Linked DNA regions of Mus musculus: region 2 is linked to region 1. A link is a contact called in public Hi-C data. All regions are on one chromosome and are shown on one strand. Each heading gives the region's core, a stretch centred on a gene start, on an enhancer-like site or on the middle of the called end of the contact. The rest is flanking DNA. Distances are from core to core; before and after follow the strand shown. Region 1 holds the start of Cntln (centlein, centrosomal protein). Region 2 overlaps Cntln (centlein, centrosomal protein).

What was found. A called contact is a pair of places that touch in the nucleus more often than the background predicts.
Region 2: a Hi-C map of rod photoreceptor shows a contact between it and region 1, with 1.9 times the contacts expected there. The contact joins the enhancer-like site here to the promoter of Cntln in region 1. A contact is called at or near these places in 2 of 39 promoter capture datasets (the C10 cell line and liver), 1 of 15 datasets of contacts at CTCF or cohesin (CD8 T cells), 2 of 484 Hi-C or Micro-C datasets (conventional type 1 dendritic cells and rod photoreceptor), 2 of 115 datasets of contacts at active chromatin or transcription factors (bone marrow-derived macrophages and large pre-B cells) and 2 of 9 other capture datasets (liver and pancreatic islet).

The regions. Positions count from the first base shown.
Region 1 is chr4:84,883,048-84,885,588 of GRCm38.p6, reverse strand. Cntln (centlein, centrosomal protein) reads right to left here and starts at 1,280. Exons shown (of 26, transcript NM_175275.4): 1 at 765-1,280. The coding sequence starts at 1,124.
Region 2 is chr4:85,005,747-85,008,287 of GRCm38.p6, reverse strand. It overlaps Cntln (centlein, centrosomal protein), which reads right to left. Exons shown (of 26, transcript NM_175275.4): 12 at 1,764-1,883. Among named protein-coding and RNA genes, the nearest start is that of Cntln, 120 kb to the right of the region's middle. Within about 2 kb of position 1,262, at least 5 of the 459 cell types and tissues checked have an H3K27ac peak or open chromatin away from gene starts, as enhancers often do. A contact at or near this core is called in rod photoreceptor, where this site is marked.

The sequences.
Region 1 (2,541 bases), core at 31-2,530:
TTTCCCTTAAAGACTTGTAATTAACTGAATGAATTCTCAACATTTTTATTTCCTAACCCTATATGTGGTTAGAGCCAAATCTAAGGAGATGGTGGTGAGAAGGCAAAACCAATAAACTAACTAAATAAATAAATAAATAAATACTCTGCACTGAAGGACAGGCAAGCTCACCATCCCCAAACCCTCAAACTAATCTGGGAAGTAATGTGAGATGACTGCTCTAACAACTGCTTTCCTCTGGCACACTCACATGAAAGTACTTCACTATGGGATCACTGGAAGTTAATAAATGAATACGTAGCATCCTAAGGTTGTAGTCCCGTTCCCAGGGCTTTCTAAAAACTGTGGTTGTGTTTGGAACTTAAGTTTAACAAGGTAAGAACAAGGGTTAAGTGTGGGTCTGAAGTTTAAAAACGGGCAATTTCCATCAGTGGATTTTATTTTTCTGACACGGTCCTGTTTATTTCAATTCACGAATGCACTCCACTCGTGGGCACTGGGTATCACTAGACAGCACCAGGAACTTGGGCTTTGAGGAAGGAGCCTCTGGAGAGCATCCTATTAAAATCGAAACCCGGGTCTGCAGCGGGACAGAGCCTGCAGCCCAGACAGTGGGCAGAGGCAGGGCGTGGAGCCTGGAGGGCGCGTCCCGGGAGGGTTCACTAGGTGCCCCGGGCCGCGAGCATGAGCTCGGGCGGCGGTGATGGGCGGCGCTGCCCCCGGCCGGGGCCGTGGACAGGAAGGCCGGCGGCCAGTCCTGATACCTGACACAGGGCCAGCTCCTCCTTTAGGCTGCTCAGCTCTTCCTCCAGCAGCTGCGATCGCGTCGCCTTCGCCTCCTCCGAGGAGAGGCCCTCTGGCCACCAGGAACCCGCGGGCGCGCTGGCGACAGGAGCGACAGCGGCCCCGGCCCGCCCCGACCCTCGCCGTCCCCCTGACCCTTCTTCGCCCCTCCAAAGTAAGTCGCTTTTATCCGCGACGACCTCCCTCGCGGCGCCCGCCAGACCCGAGGCCTCGCTGCGCACAGCGTGCACTTCGGCTCCGCGCCCGACGCGCAGGGACCGCCGGCTGGACCGCCGCACCGGGGGCGGAGGCGGCGAGGAAGACGGCGAGCGCGCCGCCATGGCCGCGGCGCCTAACGGGTCAAGTTCCCGCTTGAAAACTCCACCTTCCCTTCCCCATCCTGGGGAGCCTGGCCTGCCGTCCTACGCATGCGCGGAGCTTTTCCCGCCTGGTCCGGCGATCGCGGTTCCTAGTGGGCTTGCCGCGGGCCCAGCTCCGAGCGCGGGCGGCTGAGCTGATCTGCGCATGCGCGCCGGGCCGGCGGAGGCTCGACCAGCAAGTTCATTGCTGGCGCCTCCACTGTCCCGAGTCCGAAGTGCCTGACTTTCCCGCCCTCCTAACGCCCTAGCTCCGCCGAGGGCCTACTTTACATCCCTCGTCTTAAAGCCTTCCTGACAAGCCCCCAGCCCCCAGTGATCCAGAACTGTGAATTCTTTCCTCCTCCAAGGCTTCTGCCAACTCGTTTTTCACGTTTCATTGACCGCCCTCAAGTGTTAGTTACCCCGCTAATCTCTCCAACGCTGTTGTAAGCTCCTTGAGGATCAGGGAATAGGTTTTAGAGTTAAGTGTTTTCTTCACACCCCTTGGCAACGCTGCCTTACGTGCGGCTGACATCTAACCGACTGAAGTCAAGGAGACGCGGAAAGCCTTGTGCTGAGCTGGGACTATCGAGCAGGCTTCCCACTTGAATTATGATCCTTCCTACACCCTTTGTCTTTTGTTTTGCAAGAGTCATGGTTTCCTTTGAGTCTTTATGTCAATTTCTTTATCCCTTGGCTGGATATCAGAGCAACTTTGTCCTACAAGGCCCAACGGCTTGGTGTCCTTGGACCGAACTAAAGTCAGCAATGGAGTCTGATGAAAGAAATGAGACTGACTCACTTTTTTAGTCTCTGGTCTTTTCTCACTTGCTTTGCTATAAACTTCAAAAACACAATAACCTTTCTTTGCCCTTAAGACACTTCCTCCAGAGTGCTAAACTTAGTGAACGCGCGCACGCTGAGCTGAGTTTCACAGAAAGATAGAATTACTTTTTTGTTGTTGCTGGTTTGTTGGGGGGGGGGTGTTTGTTTGTTTGTTTGTTTTGTTTTCTAGGAAAAGTTTACAGAATTCTTGGAAGAGATTTGAAGTAGGGATTGAGAGTCCCACCGTGAAGTTACCATTTTCAAACCATTTTTGCCTGTACTGAGTCGGCATGCCCGAAGACTGCCTCTGGTCATCCTTCCAACACTGCAAAGTGTATTAGAGAATTACATGTTTCCAGTGCATGTAGGGCTCGGGGCCATGATGGCTCAGCCCATGCAGTGCTTGCCGTGAAATCATGAATTCAATCCCTCAGAGCCCACGTGTGTTTTCCAAAGCCGGCTGCCATGATGTTGGCAGACCTGTAATCCCAGAATTTAGGAGACAGAGGCCAGATCCTGTGACTTGCTGGTCAGCTACTCTAGCCAAATCTGCAAGCTCCAAGATCATTAAGAG
Region 2 (2,541 bases), core at 13-2,512, 120 kb before region 1:
AAACAAAATAAAAAGCATCCAATTTGTATTGCACATATACTCACTGGAGCATAGGCAAACTTCTGGTGGCCTGAGTCCTACCCACCCCACACCCTTGTCAGAAGCCATTAATAATGTAGCGCTACACTTTACCGTCCTGTCCTTATCACGATAAGAGTTTTCTTCCATGGCTTCCAGTCTAGGCTGTTACTTTTTTTTTTTTTGAGGAGGGGGTGCAGTTGTCATAGAAACCTTCTATGTCCCCATTTCTCAACTGTGACTCTGAAGTCGTCAATGCTACCACAGAAGTAGTTTCCTTGCCTTTGACAGTCAGAAAATCTACAAAGAATAGTATGTAATTGCCTAGGGCTGGAAAAGTAGATGGAAGGGTGGGTTGTATAGGCTAGAAGTAATAAAGATGTCCTAAAAATAACAGTAACTATAGATAGTGTAGAAACCTTTGGATAGGTTTTGAATTATATGTAATATGGGACAATTATATGGCTGATGAATTATATTTCAGTAAAGCTATTTAAAATCATCAAGAAATGTTTGAACCAAAAAAATTATGTAGCCTGTAAAATAAGTTTCATGTAAGAGACTTAGTTATTAGCATTTAATCTTCAGCTATAATAGAAAGAAACTGTACTTTAGGAGGTAAATGAGAATATACATTTAAATCTGACATGGTAATTTCCTCAAAAGTTTATCATTATATAAAAAGAATAGAGAGTTACACAGATAATAAATAAAGAAGCTTTCCGCTTACAGCTAAGAATAATCAATGACATTTAAGTACAATATGCCACATGATGTTAAATTGTACCAAACTAAACAATATCATAAACAACTGACTTAAAAACTTCACAATTCATATGTCAAAAATTCACTCTAAATGAAAAACCTAGTTAAATCAAAGAAGAGGCTAATTATATTGGTATAATCTTTCTTTTGTCTCAAAATAAAACAAGACAAAAAATTGTTCCTTCTTTGCCAAGCTGGCTGTAATAGCCCTTGAATTATAAGATCAAGCAAGCAAACTGTGTGTTTTCTAAAATATGAGTATCCTTCATCAAGTTTTATACTTAGGGCAGCTAAAAGACCTATGTACAGGATCAGCATTAAACCCAAAGGACAGGTAGTGCAAGGCAAGAAAGAGAGCAATTCCCTCGTGTCTTCTGCAGGTCACTACCAAGGACCATGTTAGCAGATCCACACCAGACCCTTAACAGGCAGTTCTGCTGCTACCAGTAATTAGCTTGGACAGCTCTGGCTCCAAGAGTAGCAGCAAGGCTACACCATAATGAGCTCAGCTGGGATTAGCAGGACAGGGCAGGGAACCAAGAGAGTTCAGGCATTCTGCATTGCGTATATATCTAGGAGATCAAACAAGGATGGCTGGCTAGGTTATCCCCTCTCCACCTCATTCCAAAAATGAAGCAAGGCAGTGTCTAAAATACAGGCTAATGAAGAACGACACCCTCAACAGATGAGAGCCACATTAATTAACACAATCCCTAGATCATATTATACGGTTTCTGTTAGAGCTAGCAAATGTGCAACTTGTTATTGTATGATTTTATATATATATATACATATATATGTGTGTATTTATATATGTATATATATAATATATGCACAAACATATATAATATATATATGGTCTTATTTATAAATCTCAGATAATTTCATTTTCAAGTTTTCAAATGTGCTTCTCTAATAGACTTTGAGCAACAAAAATAAATCTCAGATTATTTATACAATCTTGTTAAAAAGAAACTCACTTTTGAACCATCAACTCCTGGTTTTCTCTTTTGAAATATGCCAGTTCGTTCCACACAGCATCAGAGTCTTCTTGTCGGAGCTGGTGAGGCTCTGCTCGCTTCATTTGTCTGGATTCAGCCCTATTTTTAAAGTAAGAAACTGCACATTGAAAGTGGTATAAAAGTTTATTTATACATTCCTAAAAATTCATAACTATCTATGAATTGAGCCCAAATCTCAATTACTAATTTAATTTTACTACTTTCTAGATGACTTTCCTAATACCTAAGCATGTAAAAGCTAAAGTCCTATATCATAATTTCCTAATGCGAAATTGCTACCATGAAAAGCAAACTTTTAAGCAGACATATGATATTAATAAACCTAGGGGTTTATTTCTCTCATTTATTCTAGTATAATGGTAATAAAACATACACTGTAGGATTGTAAGTCTACAAAAAGAGACCACAGCAACTGATCCATGTAAAATTTGCTGACATCTGATCTGCATGTGGTAAAGATGCCCTATCACAGGCATGTTACTAATGTGTCAAAGAGCAGACTGTGCTCGGGTAGCTACACTGCAAGCGGGGTGAGCAGAGGTTAACGCCAGGGAAGGCTGCTTCATCACTGCTTTTCTGAGACATGATGGGAACCATTTCCCATTCATCAAAGGAAGAGGTTACAAGTGACAATTATCTACCAGCGAGGCCAAATGCCCTTTATAGTTTCATTTTCTGTACATGAAAGGAACTTCACTTTTAGTTTCTAAAAGTGCTGCACTGGCCGATTTAGAAA